Linked DNA regions of Capra hircus: region 1 is linked to region 2. A link is a contact called in public Hi-C data. All regions are on one chromosome and are shown on one strand. Each heading gives the region's core, a stretch centred on a gene start, on an enhancer-like site or on the middle of the called end of the contact. The rest is flanking DNA. Distances are from core to core; before and after follow the strand shown.

The links. A called contact is a pair of places that touch in the nucleus more often than the background predicts.
Region 1: a contact with region 2 is called in a Hi-C map of blood, with 5 times the contacts expected there. The contact joins the enhancer-like site here to the promoter of PRDX1 in region 2. A contact is called at or near these places in 4 of 5 Hi-C or Micro-C datasets (blood and liver).

The regions. Positions count from the first base shown.
Region 1 is chr3:20,263,357-20,268,806 of ARS1.2, reverse strand. AKR1A1 (alcohol dehydrogenase [NADP(+)]) reads right to left here. Exons shown (of 9, transcript XM_018043621.1): 2 at 3,404-3,491; 3 at 293-412; 4 at 1-121. The coding sequence starts at 3,487. Among named protein-coding and RNA genes, the nearest start is that of AKR1A1, 5.3 kb to the right of the region's middle. Within about 2 kb of position 4,171, at least 1 of the 5 cell types and tissues checked has an H3K27ac peak or open chromatin away from gene starts, as enhancers often do.
Region 2 is chr3:20,216,907-20,222,505 of ARS1.2, reverse strand. PRDX1 (peroxiredoxin-1) reads left to right here and starts at 1,710. Exons shown (of 6, transcript XM_005678534.3): 1 at 1,710-1,838; 2 at 3,486-3,602; 3 at 5,236-5,389. The coding sequence starts at 3,497.

The DNA.
Region 1 (5,450 bases), core at 2,922-5,421, 44 kb before region 2:
GGTCCAGATACTCCAGCTGCAGGTCAGCAAGTGTCTTCCGCAGGGCGGGCTCCACATCCTCGGGGTGGTGCTTTGTGTTCCACAGCTTGGAAGTCACAAAGAGCTCCTCCCGAGGCACCAACTGGGACAGGGGACAGAGTCCACAGTGAGAACAGCCAAGGGCACCCAGTCTTGCCCATCCTCACCTTTGGGAGAAGAATTAGAAGGAAGCTGATGCCAGATCCCTCTAGTCAGCCCTTAGCCCCAGCCTCTGAGTCTTCTCACCCCACCTCTCTGTAGCCCCAGTCCTCACCTTGCCAGGTCCCACATTCTCCTTCAGGGCTTCCCCGATTTCAGTCTCATTGCCATAGATAGCAGCGCAGTCAATGTGGCGGTAGCCTACACTGAGGGCATACTTAATAGCTGCTTTAACCTGCCAGGTGAGAAAAGCAAAAGTTTTAACGTTGTTGGTCTGGACCAGAAACTGCCCTCCTGAGGGTCACTGATGGGGGGAGGGGGCAGGAATTTACCACTGTAGTCATCCACACAATGGAAGTGAGAAGATAGAAGATGGCTCCAGTCTTGGGGACCAGAAGTCTCTGTGGAGACCCCAAACCCTTCTTCCTCCCCCCCACTAACTTCCAAGGTTCCTTCCTATCCAAGCGATCTCAGCAGGGCCCAACAAAAACTAACAATATGCTCCCTGCTAGATGCTCAGAAGACGGATGGACACATTGATAGGACAGAAAGCAGAAGTATAGTCATGGAGATAGGTCCCAACCCTGAGGAGCTAGTTAGGAAAATGTGATACACAGGTAAGTAGTTCCTAGAGCAAGGCCACATGGAGACAGATGCTTAGAAGTCATGGGCGACTTCCCTGGTGGTCCAGTGGTTAAGAATCCACCTGCCAAAGCAGGGGACATGGGTTCCACCCCTGGTCCAGGAAGATTCTACATGCCACGGAGCAACTAAGCCTGTGCATTGCAGCTACTGAGCTGGGGAGACTAGAGCCCATGCTGCACAATAAGAGAAGCCACTGCAATGAGAAGCCCATGCACCATAACTAGAGAGCAGTCCCCGCTCACTGCGCTGCAGCTAGAGACAGTCTGTGCGCAGCAAAGACCCAGTGCAGCCCAGAAAATGTAAATTAAAAAATCACATATATATATAAAGCTAAATTCCATTTTAAAAATATGTACATATTTAAAGGGGAAGCCATGTAGACCATGGCTCAGACAAGCAGAAGAGGTGAGGGAGGGAGAAGAGAAAACTAAGGAAGGTGGAAAAGTGAGATGGAAGCTGGGCCCAGAGTCCCCCACCAGAAGAGAATAAAGCAGGCACCAAGGAGGTTGATGGGTCAGTCAATCTGTTAAAAACCAGACTAGAAACATGGCATTAGGAGCAGATCCAAGGGCGTTAGGCCCCCTGCAACTCAAGATCCCCATTTAGGTGCAGTTACTATCCAGACATGTGCCCTTATCACCGACGCTGCTCCATCCCATTTCCCACTCCTCCATCCCTGACCCCATCTTGGCCCTGGCTCTGGCCTCCACCCTCAGCCTTCATCTAGCTCCTGGGCTTGTCACAGGCAGTGTCAGTGTCTGCCTACAGCACCAGACTCTAGGCAGCTGTAGGAAGGAAAGCAAAGGGAGAAAAGGCAGACAGGGTTCATTCAACCACGCCACCAATCCCAGCCTAAATCCCAGACAAAAGAGGCCACTATCCCTGTCAGAGTTCCTCCCAAACTTCTCTCAACTCTGACTCAGATTCCAAGAACAAGGGACACCCAGGTGGGAGCTGCTCCACCACAGGTGGCAGCTGAGTCTCTACCTGTGTCCATCTAGGAAAGCAAGTTTTCATTCCCAGGCCCCCCTGGGCTGGAAGGTCTATACCAGGGTTACTAAAGTTCAGCTAGCAGCTGCCTTTTGTTTTTTTTTCAGCCCTTGAGCTAAGAACAAGTTTTATATTTTTAAATAGTTATATAAGTACATAACCACCTGCATTTTGCAAGTTGTCTGACAAAATCTAAATTATTAACTACCTCGTCCTTTAAGAAACAGTCTGCTGACCTTTGGTATAAACAGTTGACTGAGTTGTTCTTTAAACCCTGATACTGCTGTGCGTATCTGGCTATATATTGTCACCCTGTATCAGGCTGCATATTGCCACTGTGCTTATTTAACTTATATGCAGAGTACATCATGCAAAATGCCCAGCTGGGTGAAGCACAAGCTGGAATCCAGATTGCCAGGAGAAATATCAATAGTGCAGATGACACCATCCTTAGGGCAGAAAGCGAAGAGGAACTAAAGAGCTTCTTGATGAAGGTGAAAGAGGAGAGTGAAAAAGCTGGCTTAAAACTCAACATTCCGAAAACTAAGATCATGGCATTCAGTCTCATCACTTCATGGCAAATAGACGGGGAAACAATGGAAACAGTGACAGAATTTATTTTCTTGGGCTCTAAAATCACTGCAGATGGTGATTGCAGCCATGAAATTAAAAGACGCTTGCTCCTTGGAAGAACAGCTATGACAACCTAGACAGTGTACTAAAAAGCAGAGACATTAGTTTGCCAACAAAGGTCTGTCTAGTCAAAGCTATGGCTTTTTCAGTAGTCATGTATGGATGTGAGTCGGACCATAAAGAAGGCTGAACACTGAAGAATTGATGCTTTTGAACTGTGGTGTTGGAGAAGACTCCTGAGAGTCTCTTGGGCTGCAAGGAGACCAAATCAGTCAATTCTAAAGGAAATCAATCCTGAATACTCATTGGAGGGACTGATGCTGAGGCTGAAGTTCAGGTAATTTGGCCACGTGATGCAAAGAGTCGACTCATTGGAAAAGACCCTGATACTGGGATGGCAGGAGGAGAAGGTGATGACAGAGGATGAGATGGTTGGATGGCATCACCGACTCAATGGCCATGAGTCTGAGCAAGCTCAAGGAGATGGTGAAGGACAGGAAAGCCTGGCATGCTGCAGTCCAAGAGGTTGCAAAGAGTTGACCAGGACTCAGCAACTGAATAACAACAACCTGCTGTGTGTAAGGAACCAAATGTGCAACGGAAGACACGATCACAGCACAGGGTGATAAATGGTACCTCAGGGGTCAGCCCAATGTCAGGCACAAAGGAGTCCCACATCTCCACAGCACTCAGTGCAGATCATCAGGGAACGGGCTGCTTCCTATGCTTGAGGCCCTGCTGGGTCCCTTAACCACTGCTCTGGATCAGTTGGGGAAGCCTAGAGCTCATTATGGGTCCCTTCTTCCCTTGTTTCTTCCCACCGCCCTCCAGGCTTATCACTATCAAATGTGAAGTATAGGAATGGGGGTGATAGAGAAAACACAAGGACCCTCTCCCAAATAGTGCCTTTTCCCTAGAAGAGGGGCAAGAACCCCCTTCTTCTGCCCCCATCCCTCACCTGGCCAGGGTCGCTCTTCCAGGTGCCCAGTCCAATCAGGGGCATCTTCTGCCCAGTATGTAGGAGGATACAGGAAGCCGCCATTGTCCTTGAAACACAGAAGGAAGAAAATGGTGTGAGGGTCAGTGTTGCTGTTGGGGAGACTGGTCAAGCCTCCTGTAAAACATGGGAGGAAGGGGGCACAGAGATGACAAGAGAACAGATACTGGGTCATGTGTATATGCCTGGGAGCAAAGGCAGCTGAGACAGGGCGCCCAGAACCAACCAAAGCCAGTAACTCCCAGACAAACACTAACAGGACCACCAGTCTGGCTGCCCTTCCTTTCACCAGGCTAAGGGTCTGGTTAAAGAGCTCTTAAACCTAAAAAGAAAGGCGAGGTGGCTCCCCAGAAGTACTCAACCTTGACTACATGAGGTCTCAGGCAGTGTAAGTAAGCAAAGGCCTTTATGAGACAAAGGGAGACCAGGTGACAGACAGAATCGAAGGATGAGATGAACGTTCCAGGAGACTGTTAGCACTACAGAGACTGAGTGCCTCTCACAGAGGTCTGAGCAGCCGTGCTACGAGGCCGAGTGGGCTCTTATAAGGGAAGTATCTTAGTTTTTAGATTAAAAAAGAACTGCAGGTTTGATCCCTGGGTCAGGAAAATCCCCTGGAGTAGGAAATGGCAAACCATTCCAGTATTCTTTCCTGGAAAATTCCATGGATAGAGGAGCCTGGGGGGCTACAGTCTACGGGGTAGCAGAGCCAGACCTGACTAAGCACGCACGCATGCGCGCGCGCGCGCGCACACACACACACACACACACACACACACACACCACACACACACACACACACACACCCCCACCCACACACACACCCACACACCCCTTTTGGAGACCACTCTTTCTGCTAAAATAAAAACAGTTCAATTTGGGCAGCAAACCATGGACCACTGAGGGCAATACTCTCTGTTACCAAACTTCTCAGGGACACAAACTATCCAGGATCAGGCAAACATGTCTGTACTTCACAGGAGGAACTAGCTTGCCAGCTGCTACCAGGGACTGTGGCTGGTTTCCTGGGCTTGATCTTCAACCTGCGGCCTCTTGGCCTCTGCCAGATTTCTCAGAACACAAGGGTTGGCTCTGAAATTACACCTAGGCTGAGAGTGTGAACAAAAACCTGGTCTGGGGGAAAAGGAAGAAGAAACCTGAAGCTTGCCTCTCCCCTTTCTTTTGCAGGTGAAACTGAAAACCAAAAAGGCTAAGGCTTGGGGGGCAGGGATCAGAGGTAGAAACAGTAAACACAGATCTTCAAAGAACAAACGCTCCAAAGGACAGATGGAAGGCAGAAGATAGATGTGCTTCTCTGTCAGAGGACAGGAAGTCATCCTCTGCCAGCTCCTGACTTCCTTATCTTCTGCCTGGGCATCAGCCTTTCAGCCTAGCCCTGTGTTAAAAGGCTCTGAGCTTGTCAGCATCTGCCTAGCTGGACCTCTAGCAGCATTCAGACACCCCCATGTTATTTTGGGAGAGGTTCAAGGTGGGAAAGAAAGAGAAGCTGAGTGTATAGGGGGGCGGGTGAGGGCAGTATCAGGACTCAGGTTTTATTAATCCCAGGTCAGTGCCTAGGTTCCTCCTCTCTGGGGCTTAGTCTTCCCTTCTCAGAGAAGTGCTCTATAGTTGCTGCCAGGATGCAAGAAACTTGAAAACACAGGAAGAAGCAGCAGTCTTCACATGAGTGTTCCCTGGCTGCATAGGCCTTCCCTCTCTGCCACCTTCCCCCACAAAAAATCCTGGTGTGCCTCAGGGTTCGGAGAAGGCAATGGCACCCCACTCCAGTACTCTTGCCTGGAAAATCCCATGGACAGAGGAGCCTGGTGGGCTGCAGTCCATGGGGTCGCTGAGGGTCAGACACGACTGAGCGACATCACTTTGACTTTTCACTTTCATGCATTGGAGAAGGAAATGGCAACCCACTCCACTGTTTTTGCCTGGAGAATCCCAGGGACGGCGGAGCCTGGTGGGCTGCTGTCTATGGGGTCACACAGAGTTGGACACG
Region 2 (5,599 bases), core at 461-2,960:
ATAGCAACCCCCTTCCCCAGAGCAAGTAAAGAAAGCAGGTACAGTGCCGAAGACCCAGCACAACTAAAAATAAATAAATAAAGGAAAATATTATAGATATTAAAAAAACAATAAAATTTGATTGAGCACAGTAATGGATGGCTATGACCAATTAAAAAGAAAAAAAGAAGGACATGAGTAATGGCCAAATAACTGTTCATCTCAAGCAGAGAGGGAAAAAAAGGGAAAAAAAATCACTACTGTTGTGCGGCAGGATGATAAATGCGAAAAAATTTTTGAGATGCTCAATCAGAATGACACAGCACTTCCCTACTTTTTATTCTGCTATAAGCTCCAAAGGAGATAAAGTAGTGGGGGCTGTGGGCAGAAAGGGGAACACAGTACTATGTGTTATGTTTTTTCCTCCCCCTGGGCCTGCCCTATGTAAACTGGGCTAGCCTGGAGTGCTGTTTGTTCCACCTGAGGTCCTCATTCCAGTCCTCAACCTTCCTTTGTTCTATTTTCGCGGGCTTTTCCCTTCCTTGTCTTTTAGCCACAGCCATTCTGGACTCCTGTTTCCTATTCTAACTACCTAACATATGCATTCAATACTCTTTATTTTATAGCCGAAGCTATGTTGTGACTTGAGGGCGCAGAGATGGTTGTGACCAAGCAGGCTACTGTTTGAGCAGAAAGGATGGAATGAATTCTGAGGATCAGTGAAAGTCAGAAGAGTTTCACCAGAAGGTAATGCCTCAGCTGACACGTTTTCTGCAGGCCAAATAGGAGAGAACAGGTTCTGCACGTTCGAACAAAAGCCTGAGGTTTCAAGCAGTTACTCTCTGTCCTGGGAGTTACAACAGAGGAGCAAGATGAGTTACACTAATAACAACAGCTAACACTTTCATGTGTGAGAATTGCTAAATAAGCTAGAGATGATCTCAACAAAGAATTCATAGTATTCCCATTCTACAGGCGAGAAAAGTTAAGGCTGATTGATTAAGACTCTTGCCTTAAGGCCACACATAAAATAACAAGAGTTTTAACCCAGGAAGACAGAGCTCCAGTTTCTATGAACCACAAATCAGAGCGATGAATGAATGAGATCAAATTTCAGAAAGATTTCCTGCAGCCGCAGTGGAGTGAATGGGAAAGGAACTCATGCAGGGGAGCTGGAATGCAACAACCCTGTTTTAAGGAAGAACAATAAGTGAGGCTGTCTAAATAATGAGGGTTACGGAGGATCAGTCCCTGGAGAAGGAAATGGCAACCCACTCCAGTATCCTTGCCTGGAAAATCTCATGGACAGAGGAACCTGGTGGATTGCAGTCCATGGGGTCGCAAAGAGTCGGGCACGACTGAGCGACTAACACACACACACACACACACACACACACGGAGGATCAGTACTAGAGCAGAGGCTGCGGAAACAGGGGCGGAATATTTCAGAAATACTTGAAGAGATCGTTCTCCTCAGGGTTTGGTTAGACGTAGTCTTCCGTGAGCAGCAGCGAGTGCCCGTACCCTGGTTTGGGCCTTACGAACAAGGAGGAGGCGTTCGTGTTCTGAAAGGACTGAAAGAGCGCCTCAAACTCAGACCTCAACCGTCGCCGGCGGGGAGGGGGACTGGTACTCTAAGGGCGGGAGCCCGCCCCCAGCAAGGGAAAGAGCTGAGTCATCCTAGCAGGGCACGTCGGGTCCCGGCGGTGTGCTGGCCATATCCCCCTCCCCATTCCCCCGCCTGCACCCCCGGCCCTCCCTGACTCTCGCGAGAGCCTTACAGGCTATAAAGGCAGCGCCCCGCGCACGCCTCGCGCGTCTTCTTCCTCGCTGGTATCGGTCCTGTTTCTCTGGAACTGGTGAGTATGAGGGCCGCGCCCCCGCCCCGCCCGTCACCTTTCCCGTCTTCTCCTCGGGGCCCGCTGAACTCAGCTGGGCTCCTCGGACAAAGAAGGCGGCCAGGCGAAGCGACCCTCGTGTGGGGCTCCTTTGGGTGCGGGGACGAGGTTGAAACCCGAGGCTAACGGCAGCTTGAGTCTCCCCTACCCCCAGCAATACAAGCAGAAAGCGCTGATTGGCTTGGCGTGGCGTCTGGGCGGGTTGGTGGTGATGGAGTCTCCTGACGGGCGGGTAAGGGAAACTTCTCGAGTGAATCTGTAAACTGATCAGGAACTGAGAGCTATCCGTCGATCGTGTAGTAGAAGGAGAGGTTGTTCCCGGTCTTCAAGTGTGGAAAGTTACTAAGATTCCGTTCTCCGTCTTTATTTTTCCACCTGCAGAATGGGGTTTGTAGTGATTCTAAATGTCCTCGGTGAAGACTGAGCACTCTTCTGGAGCTTTCTGAGATGCTAGGGTGGGGGTGATGATGGGAGTGGCAGGAGGGTACAAGAAGTGGGTTTTGGCGGAGTGGCTTTCACGAGGGACCTTCAAGGGGCGATTTCCTGAAGGGGACACACCCGGTGGAACTCCAGCTTCCCCGCCTCCCGCTCTTGGTCGTGCTTTAGTGGACGTAGGGATCCCTTGGAAAAGGTTTGAATAAGGAGGACATGTATATTAGGGTCACCTGTGTTTGGTTGGGTTTTTTGGTTTGCTGTTATAGGTGTTAAGCGGTTAAAAAAAAATTGTCACAGTCGATGTTCAATCTTTCTTTTGGCTGTAGTATTATGAACCAAGAATTTTGGGACTTGAAAAGTTAGCTTCTTGGGATTATCAAACTGATGACTTACTGGGTTAAATCTTACCGTGTTCTTGACCCGGGTAAATCCAGTGTTACATTGCTTTTTGGCAATAAATTGACTCTTGTTCTAACCATTTTTCCAGGATCTTGGTCCCTCAGTAAACTCACTTTTGAAAGGACTTCTGGGCTTTAAACACAACACTTAGAATTTTGAAATTGAGAGATGCCATAATCTTGGACTTGGCCTCTTAAAAAATTGGATTGGCTTTAGGGTGTGTGTCTTGGAAAATCTACCCAGAGAAAGAACGTGTGCTTCCCACGTTCTGAAGGCAGATGGAGGTGCAGTCCAGGGAAAGGGCATCATGGCAGCTTCTGAGGCTTGGATGCTTAGTGTTTATGGCATTGCACCTTTGGGCCCAGGTTTGAGAGTTTCCACCCTCTTCTGTTTGTACACCTGTATAATAAACGTACACAGGAAAATGCAATTGTACTGATGATGGTTCAGGAACAGGAAGAGTTCAGTTTATAAAGAAATTCCCATTTTAAAATGAAAACAACATTGTAAATCAACTATATTCCAATAAAAATTTAAAGATCTCAAATGAACAGTCCCTCCCCTCAAAAGTGAAAACAGAGGTGAGATTCAGAGATGTGTAATATTTTTGTTTGAAAAGTTGGAAAGCTCAGTTCATGCTTCTTACTGTTATAAAAGTTTATGTGTATATTCAAGACCACTGGACAATTTCTACAGCTTAGTCTCTTAAATAGATGAAGGTTGTTATCTAGAAAAGTAAGACTTGTTTCTAATCCACTTTCTCATCTTTTCCAGCTGATAGCAATATGTCTTCAGGAAATGCCAAAATTGGGCACCGTGCCCCCCAGTTCAAAGCAACAGCTGTTATGCCAGATGGTCAGTTCAAGGATATCAGCCTAGCTGACTACAAAGGTAAGAGTAATTAAGTTCATTAATATGAAATTATATTACAGTCTAGGGAGGGCTTGTTCACTCTATCTCTTGTCATGTTTGAGTGTAAAATGATTTTTACATCTCATTTGTCTTTAGGATAAGAGGCTGTTGCCTTCCTATTGAAAGTGGTGATTATCATCAGTGAACATAGGGTAGATCTCCAAGTCCAAACTACTTCTGGAGAAGGCATGTGCCTACTTCATTATATCTGGACATAATATCTCAATTATCTTCCCAATATTGCTCCTCAGTTATTTTACTGGAGATACACTCATTATCTTGTTACAGTTTAAAGCCTTGGACAATTTAAAGTCTCAGAGCTCGTCTTTGGAGCTGTGAAACTGTTCAGTTTACAAAATGTGTGTCACGATTGAGGGTTTAGGCATGTTCCCTTGACATTTTACCCCCAGAGAAAAATTGATGTCACAATTGGAACAACTCTCCTTTCTGTTAAGTAGTTTCATGTAGAAACCAGGCAAATACTAATGAGGATCTTTTTACTTTACTGTCCTAGAATAGCAAGGTATTCTGGGACAGTTCAAAATACGGATTTCCTAGAATTTAAACTTAAGGACTCAGGCGTCAAGTATACCTTTCTTGGTGATATAGCAGTTCATAGAGTTAGCTTTTGGGTAAAACCTATGACTAGATTTCTTAACAAATTCCACATACTGGTTGGAATGAGAGCAGATAAGTGGGGCCCTATGGAGGAAAGCTCCTCCTGGCAAACAAAGTAAGTAGTACCATAGGGAGGTGACCCTGGCCCAAGGGTAAAGGCATGAGGTTTAGGAAGAGTTGCTCTGTGCCCTCCTGGGCTTGACCTGCTGAAGCTTGTTAGCAAAACCCTGGGGGAAGGTTGAAGTGAATGTCAGAAGGACCAGCATATTTTGATTTTGAAACATTGCTGGTATCTGGAAATGTGAATATTTGGAATTGTTGGTGAGAGACTGCTTGACAGGTTGAAGATCTACTTCAGTTGGTAATCAGAATGACTTCAATAAAATTCCAACTAGAAATCCTATTACCTACCAGGAGAATTTTGGGACCTTTGTCTCAGAAATTTTTTCCTTGCTTGTGCATCCTATCAGACTTATTTGAACCATGTTTGTGGTGATTTAGGTATCACTTAGACCTTACCTATCACGTTAACTGTGGTTCACTGTGGAAGAATAGCAAAGGCTCTGACTTTCTCTTGTTGGTCTTGTTGCCTTGTGGCAGAGAATCCAGCAATTCAGCTCTTTCTGGGCACTGATTATATGAGTATTGGCAGTAGATGATTGCATCCTTGTTTTTTCTTTTCTTCACAGAAGAACTTGGTGTTTGTGTTAATTTTAACTACTCAGAGAAGATCAAAATTAGACTGAACAGTGCTTATCTGTAGTTGGCAGCTAACATGGAAGAAGGAAAATTCTTATGGCCGAGGTTCTACAGTAGCTTCTAGGCATCATCTGTGTTGCGCATCTTGGTATTTTAACAGTCGTCTGCCATCAGTTAAAAAAGAAAAAAAAAAGGCTTCTTTTTTCCCATAGGAAAATGTCTTTAGGTTTACATTCTCTGCAAAACAAGGAAGTTTATTTCAAAGGGTAACAGGCTTTTTTTTTTTTTTCCCCAGGAAAATATGTTGTGTTCTTCTTTTACCCTCTTGACTTCACCTTTGTGTGCCCCACGGAGATCATTGCTTTCAGTGATAGGGCAGAAGAATTTAAGAAACTGAACTGCCAAGTAATTGGTGCTTCTGTGGATTCTCACTTCTGTCACCTGGCATGGTAAATCTCTTGGTCCATTTGGCATGGGCTTATTTTAGAAAATTATTATGGTTTTTTTTTTTTTTTTTGTAGCTGTGCTGTGTGGCATGTGGGATCTTAAGTCTCCAACCAGGGGTCAAACCTGTGCCTCATGCAGTGGAAACGTGGTAGAAGTCTTAATCACTGGACTACCAGGGAAGTCCAGGCATAGGAGCTTTTAAGCAGCAACTG